2 separate regions of the Sus scrofa genome follow, and region 1 is linked to region 2. A link is a contact called in public HiChIP or PLAC-seq data. All regions are on one chromosome and are shown on one strand. The core of a region is the stretch at or near the end of the contact, and the rest is flanking DNA. Distances in the headings are between cores, read along the strand shown.

The links. HiChIP or PLAC-seq counts read pairs in DNA pulled down with a chosen protein or histone mark.
Region 1: an H3K27ac HiChIP or PLAC-seq map of alveolar macrophages shows a contact between it and region 2. The contact joins the promoter of FBXO42 here to the promoter of ARHGEF19 in region 2. A contact is called at or near these places in 1 of 5 promoter capture datasets (liver), 1 of 47 Hi-C or Micro-C datasets (embryonic fibroblasts) and 2 of 2 datasets of contacts at active chromatin or transcription factors (alveolar macrophages and skeletal muscle).

What each region holds. Positions count from the first base shown.
Region 1 is chr6:75,443,498-75,447,465 of Sscrofa11.1, forward strand. FBXO42 (F-box only protein 42) reads right to left here and starts at 2,624. Exons shown (of 10, transcript XM_003127635.5): 1 at 2,390-2,624.
Region 2 is chr6:75,332,959-75,336,978 of Sscrofa11.1, forward strand. It overlaps ARHGEF19 (rho guanine nucleotide exchange factor 19), which reads right to left and starts at 2,334. Exons shown (of 16, transcript XM_021095415.1): 1 at 2,223-2,334. It overlaps LOC110261103 (a long non-coding RNA gene), which reads left to right and starts at 2,669. Exons shown (of 3, transcript XR_002344913.1): 1 at 2,669-2,784.

The DNA of each region.
Region 1 (3,968 bases), core at 1,374-3,873, 110 kb after region 2:
GCATATTTTTTTTTCCCTGCAGAATATCAGCAAATGTTGGGGAAAGGCACCCTGGCTCTGAGAAGCCTTCCTTGACTCCCGTGGTTGAGTCAGTGCATTTCTTACTCTATAATATATTTAACTGGTTTTTCAGTCTGGCTTCCGACCAGACTATAGACAACTTGAGACCAAAAGCTGTCTCAGAATCTTGAGTACCTACTTCTCAAAATGTCTAGCACGCAGAGGGCCCTTAATAGGCATTTTCATAAAACTGATTATTAAATAACCAATCTTACATTTACCTTCTATTTTACAAAACGCTATCAGAATTATTACTCTTTTGCTTCACATAACAGTCTTGTGAAGTGGGAAGGGCATTATTTAAACAAATGGCTTTTGGTTTTATAAAGAGACTAAGACAACCCTGAAATCACGAAGATAATCACGTATTTGTCCATCTCTGAGATAAATTCTCCTCAGGACCTCAATATTCTCGAAAAACCCAGAAATCTTGCTAGCATTTTCACAATAGGGAGCAATCCCACAGCTCTGAGTCTTACAGAAGGGTTTTAAGTATATAAAGCAGTGTTAAGAGAAGGCTCTACCAGAAACCAGACATTTAAGAAGCATCCTAAGCTCTTTTTCCTGAACCCTTTTTTGGTGACTCTGAGAAGGAAGAAATTGCAAAAGGCAAAATGCTGGACAGTGAGTGATGTCATGGATGTCACGAAGTTGCATCAATACCTGATGATGATTTAGCACAACAAGGCAACACATTATGCCAAGAAGCATAATGTCAAACCACCAGGATGCTTCACTGCATTAATTTCATGACTATTAGCAAATTGAAATGTAGAGTGGCTCTGCAATTTTCTAGAATGGAGAAGTTGCTGGTTTAGGTTTATATCCTTAACCAAGGCATTAAGAAAATCTAAAATCTATAGGGAAAAGACTTTAAGAAAAGAAAAAAACGGCCAAAAGAATTAGCTCGTATTAAACTAAACAGTTGTCATTTCAACAATTAAAAGCTTTCTGAAGTAGACAAAACACTCATGGGTCAATGTAGATTGAGTAATGTATTTATACCAGGCTTGCCAAAAGCAAACAGTTTCAGGATCTAAAATGACAACATACAATATAAAGGAAACCAATTAGATTATACACATGAATATGCTCAAAATTAGGGATATGACACAGAGCATCACTGGCCCCTGTAAAAGCTACAGGCTTAATCTTAAGTATTCAATTCTAAATGATGCTATTTCCTCTCAAATTTCATCCCTTTAAACCCATGATGTCATCATTCTTAAGCACAAGCAAAACAAATTTAAGTTACAAAAGGTATTTGGTGTGTCCAAGCCAAAGCCTCAACAATTCCACAGCATAACTGCAACTGAAGCCATCATTCCTCAAGCCGGTTAGAAGAGACCACAAGCTTCAAACCAGCTTGCCTAAGTGAGAGAAACAAAATCAAAGTCTCCAAATTAGCATGTGAACAACAACAACAAAAGTTCTCAAAAAGGCTAACAAGTACAATACAAGGTCCCAGCCAGCAAGTGAGAATTGGTGATGTGTCTGAATCTTCACGCTGAGCAATCGGAACCCACCACAGAAAGTCCAAAGACTTTGGCAATTAAAAATTAAGCTTTTATTTTCCTAATAAAATTCGGGAGATAACAGACAAAGCAATTGCGTGTTCCGAATCTTAACAATCCAAAGGTTTGAATCCAAAGGAACGAGGACTTCAATAAGCAACGAAGTTACTTTGCAGAGACCATCAAGATCTTACAATTGTTTTTTCTCCGTTTACAATTGGTTCCCACCCTCCCCGATTCCCTCTACAAACAATTCTCACCAGAAGCCTTCCACACTCACAACGTGGATTGCTGTCTCAATCAAGGAGATCCTCAGTTTCTACTTCGCTAGGGCTACATTCAAAAAACTAAAGGGTAGGAAAGGCTGCTTGTGTTTTATTTTTTAAGCCAATTTCAAAATGTTCCCTTTGCAACTGCAGCTTCAGAGATGCTGGCCCCTCTCCGCAGCCCCAATTTTTTGGAGAACATTGGCTCCTCTCCCAAGGCTTTAAAAAATTTGAGGGTGGGGTGGAAGATAATCCGAGACCCCCTAAGCCATTCTTACTCTGGTCACACACCCTTTGGTGGCCCCGGTGAGAGGACGAGAACCGCCCTGCTAGAGAGAGGCCGGGTTCGCCCTCATCCCAAGGATTGGCTAGAAAGGGGCTCTCCTCCTCCCTGCCTAACCTGAGGAGGCCGAGGATGACCAAAGCAAGGCCCCCAGGCCAGCCGTCACCGACCCCCGTGCCGGGCGCAGGGCCTGCGCCGGACCCAGGGCATAAAGGGCAGAAGGCGCCGGCTCCCTGCCGCGGCCCAGGGAGAGGAAGAAGCCTCACCTGGTCCAGCCCGCGCCACGCTCTCAAATACGCTCTGCTGGCGAAGGCAGTGAGGGAGCCAGGGATGGGACCAGAGCAGAGGCGCTCCGCCCTAGGCCGCGCTTGCAGCACTCGGGGCTCCTCACAGCTGGCGGGACACCGAGTCGCTCGGGGCCGCCATCTTCCTCCACTCAAACGCCGCCGCCGCCGCTGCTGCTCTGGCCCGGAGAAGACAGCACGGAGCGCGCATGCGCCGGGGATAGGCGCGGAGGACGCGCGCGCACTTACGTCAGCTCGGCGGGCCCGCGCGAGGCGACCTGTGGGCGGTGCCTAGTTGGGAAGGTACGTGCCGCACCCGGGACCTCCGCCGAGGTTCTTCGTGGTCGGTGTGTCGCCTGGGGAAACAAAGCCTGGAAGAAATGTCGTGCTTCTACGCCCGCCTCCCTCGGGTCCCTACAAACGGCCTTAGAACTGCACTCACTCTCCTTTGCACAGCCTGGGATAACTAGACAATTTTCCCAACGGCCTGAGAATATGATACGTGGAATTAATTCGTTTGTACCTCCTGAGGGCCCCCATGAACAGAGGGGAGGGCTGTAGCGGATGGAAGTGCTCTTGGATATAAAGTGAGGGAAATCTCTCGTAACTGTGTACCAACACAGTATGACTTGTTACTAGCCCCATTTCTCAGATGAGGAAACTGAGGCACAGGAGGTATCATTTTCCCAGAGCCGCATATCTTGGGGAGTTGGGATGGGGAGGTAGGACTTGAACTCAGAAACTAGTTCCCAGGCTCTTGTACTGAGTAGGTGGATTCCAGGAAAATCCCCCTTCCAAGGGAGCAACCTGGTGTGTAGGAGAGAGCCTTTATGAACTATCTGTACAGCCTAAGGGCTTCACTTGTCACCCTTGCATCTAAAAACTGAAGCAGGAGTTCCCACTGTGGCTCAGCGGGTTAAGAACCTGACATAGGGTCTATGAGGATGAGAGTTCGAGCCCTAGCCTTGCTCAGCATTTTAAGTCGGTGGCTACAGCTTTGATTCAACCACTAGCCTAGAAATTTCCATAGGTCGCAGCTGTGGCAAAAAAGACAAAAAAAAAAGAAAAAAAATTCCTCCAGTAGTGAGCATTTAATTTGTTTCCAGTCTTTTGTGGTTAAAAACAAAGCAGCAATGAAGCAGAAGTTCCCACTGTGGTGCAGTGAGTTAATGATCCAGCTTGTCTTTGAGGCAGTGCTGGTTCAGTCCCTGGCCCAGCGAAGTGGGTTAAGGATCCAGTGTTGTTGCGGTTGTGGCTCTTTCAATCCCTGGCCTGGGAACTTTCATAGGCCTCGAGGGTGGCAGAAAAAGAAAAAAAATTGGTAAGTTGCCATTTATTTCTTAATTGTCTGCATTGCCTCAGCTTGGAAATCAAATGGGAAGTTTTCTCACTGTGGGCTTTGCTCCTGTATTCCTATCACTTATCAGAGTGCTTCATGTGGTGTTATCAAAGGTGCCTGCAGTTCTGAGTGCCGATCGCTAAGCCCCCAACTTGAATGGTACAACAAACATATTTCACAAGGAAGAGAAGCTCATGCTTTAGGGTTTCTACCTGTGCCCAT
Region 2 (4,020 bases), core at 1,084-3,583:
GAGTGAGCCCGCAAAAAACCAATTCAAGGAGTTCACCTGGCGGCACAGCAGAAAGGAATCCGACTAGGAACCACGAGGTTGCAGGTTAGATCCCTGGCCTCAAGCAGCGGGTTAAGGATCTGGCATTGCCATGAGCTGTGGTGTAGGTCTCAGACGCTGCTGGGATCCCGAGTTGCTGTGGCTGTGGGTGTGGCCAGCAGCTGTAGCTCCGACTCAACCCCTAGCCTGGGAACTTCTATATGCTTCAAGTGCATCCCTGAAAAGAAAAGAAAACAAAACAAAATAAAAACATTGGCCTCTCTCTTGGGCACCTGAGGTCAGATCCCAGGTTGCTGTGGCTGTGCCATAGGCCGGCAGCTGTAGCTCTGATTAGACCCCTAGCCTGGGAACCACCATATGCCACAGGTGTGGCCCTAAAAACCAAAACAACAACAACAACAAACAAACAATTCAAATAGCCCAAGTAGAACCTGCCTCCAGTAAGGAACGCTTACTCTGTGCCTGGCAAGCAATCTTTGCAAGCCTGAGAAAGGGTAAGCTGCTTTCTCCCTAATACCACCTGGTTTTTTGTGTTTGTTTGTTTGGCTTTTGTTTTGAGTTTTTTTGTGGGTTTTTTTTAGCATTTGCCAGGTACTTAATGTGAATATGTATACAAGTACACAAATACTAATACTCATGTCGCTAATAACATGAGTGCACGCAGTATGTGCCAGGTACTGTTCTAAGCACTTCACACCTTTTTTGTTTGTTTGTTTGTTTGTTTTTTGCCATTCCTGAAGCAGTTCTTGGGCCAGGTGCCAAACCAAGCCACAGCAGTTTCAACACCAGATCCTTAACCCACTGCTCCACAATGAGACCTTACGTGGAGTTCCCATTGTGGCACAGGGAAAACAATCCAACTGGTATCTGTGAGGACGCAGGTTCGATCCCTGGGCCTCACTCAGTGGGTTAAGGATCTGGCATTGCCGTGAGCTGTGGTGTAGGTCACAGATGCAGCTGGGATCCCACGTTGCTGTGGCTGTGGCATAGGCCGGCAGTTGTAGCTTGGATTCAGCCCCTAGCCTGGGAACTTCCATATGCTTCGGGTGAGGCCCTAAAAAGCAGAAAGGAAGAAAAAAAGGAAGAAAGGAAGAAAGAAAGAAAGGGAGAGAGAGAAAAGAACTCCACTTCACACCTATTTATTCTTTTTTTTTTTTTTTTTTGTCTTTTTGCCATTTCTTGGGCCGCTCCTGCCGCATATGGAGGTTCCCAGGCTAGGGTCTAATTGGAGCTGTAGTCGCTGGCCTACACCAGAGCCACAGCAACGCAGGACCCGAGCTGTGTCTGCGACCTACACTACAGTTCACGGCAACGCCGGATCATTAACCCACTGAGCAAGGGCAGGGATCGAACCCGCAACCTCATGGTTCCTAGTCGAATTTGTTAATCACTGCGCCACGACGGGAACTCCCCCTATTTATTCATTTACTCTCCACCGCACAACCCTCTGAGATAGCCACTGTTTCTGCTCCCACATCAGATGAGGACAGGTTAAATACACTATTCCATTTAAATCTCTCATCAGCTCTATAAAGTCCCTGTCGTACAGGTGATGAAACTGAACTTGTCCAAGGTCACACAGCAAATAAAAGTCAGAACTAATCTTCAGACCCAGGTGTGACTCCACCACTAATCTGTGCCCTTAACTATTGCCCAGTACTGCCTGCCCAGGCTTTGGGGAGGATCTAGTGAAAAGTGTGTGAAAGTCCATTGGGAGGTGTCTCAGCTGACCTAACTAAATTCTTTTATTATTCACACACTGCAGGCCTTGAGGAGCATATAGGAGCGTGAGCTCTCCCTTACCCACTGGTGACCATTCGGTTCAGAGCAGTCAGGTCCCCTCCCTCCTTCACATCTACCTTGGCCCCCCCCAGAGCATCATCCCACAATGAGAGGACATTGCACAGAGTGGGTCGGGAACCAGGTGTCCACGGAGAAGCGGCATGCTGGGGCACAAAGAGGTTTATTGTCAGCATTGCACACAGGGCAGGAGACCGGGGAACGTGGAGAGGGAGGCAATTCAAGACTAGGGGTTTTCAGAGAACCCTAGTCCCCCCATCCCAGCTCCAGGGCCAACCTCGGCACCGCTGGCCAAGGTACTGCCCAGACCCCTAGCTGGAAGCAGAGGACCCCAATGGAGGAAGCATCCTGGGGGAGCTAGGGTCCTGAAAGGGCAATCTCACCTCACTCGCCCCTGCGTCCTGGGCTCCAGGGACAGAGACCCTGCTGCAGTGAACAGAAAGCACGGCTAGGTGAGTCTGAGCAGGAGGCCCTCCGGAGCTGAAATGACTTGGGTGGAAATAATGTGAAAGAAGGGGCGTGGCGTAGGCGGGGCCGTATGGAAATTAAAGGGTACGCAGCCCATCCTCCCTCTGGGCGAGGTCAAGCAAGAGGGCGGGACAAGAAAACTGAGCTTAGGCCTGGGAGCCGGCAAAGGGGCGTGGCCCGAGGGGGTGGGGCCAGAGGCAGCAGGCAGCGCCGACCGAAAGCTGCGCCTCCTGGTCGTCCGCCAGCGCCTGCTTGACCGGGGAGCTCTCGCAGTTTATCTTGGTGGCCAGGGCGGTTGGCACGTCGGGCAGGAGCCGGGCGATGAGCCGAAGGAAGAACACCACATGCTGGGGAGAAGGGGGGCTCCAAAGAGAGTGATTGCTTTAGCAATCTTAATTTGCCGAGCGCTAAGTGCAAGGCACCATTCTGAGGGTTTCCAGATATTCATTCTTTTAATCATCACAACAACTCTAGGAGGTAAGTAAATTACTTCTCCTGTTTTACCTGAAATCGAAGTATAAAGAGGTTATTTGCCCAAAGGCAGAGAGGTATAATACGAACCCCTTAATATTAGGGACCTTGTTAGAGCTAGAGAAAGAGGATCTTGAGCAAAGGTTGAAGGAGCAAGCTTGCTCCCCTTCCTCCAGGACTGTTGCCAAGGAATAATAATAGTAGTCGTGATATTAATTCACTGAGCACCGACTTGGCTGTGCAAGGGCTTGCCACTGAATCTTCATAGCGACCCTAAGTAGATCTTATTCCGTAATATACCCTTTCTACAGCCAGTTGGCGGCACAGCCTGAACTCGAACCCAGGTCTGTCCATTGCGCGAATGACTGAGCCTGCATCCAAGGCAATGATGCAGCCAGAGGCACAACCATCAGCTTCCAGAAGAAGAGAGTGAGATTACCCTGCACATCGAACCTCGGGTCTTGAACCTCGGGTCTGCAACTGGCACTCCCACCCCTCCCCGCCCTAGAGCCGGGAACTTCCGGGTTGGCAGTACACTCTGCCCTCTAATCTGCCCCTCCAGACTCAGCTTCCCACCCTCCCACTTAGGCCCCCCTCCCCAGGCTCATCGCCCCACCTCCAGATTCAGCATCCCTGTCCCAGGCTGCAAACCCAGGACCCCTCTCCTCAGGCGGGCCCCGCCCTGCCCCAGCTGGTTCTCCCACCTTCAGGGCGTGTGATTGCCCTGGGCAAGGTAAGCTGGAGGTAGGAGAGCCAGCCTGAAGTTGGCTGTGGTGTTCATACTGGTACAGGAGACTTGGCAGCACATCCAAGGTGAAGGTGAAGAGAAAAGCCTGCAGGGGGCTGCAGGGGGGAAGGTCCTCCCGCCTTGCAGGGCCCAGTCTCCTAACTCACCCCCACCTTGGTCCAGTCCCAGCCCTGCAGGCAAGATAAGCCTGTGCCCCAGGATTCTAGCCCTCTGCCCCTATTTCCCAGTCTCTGATCCTGATTTCTAGGCTCAGCCCCCATTTCCCCGTTCCGGAGCCTCCTCCCAGTCTCTGATTTTCATTCCCCCTCTGACCCTGAATTTCCTGCCCTTGCCCCACACTCACATTCATGATGACAGACAGATGGGTCATGGCTTCAATCAGGAGCAGCCAGATCCCAAGGCTCTGGGCCCGGCCGCCTGTACTCACACACGAACTTGTAGGTATCCAGTCAGATCTCCACCCAGTTGCTGAGCAGAGCAAACAGGGGTGCCCG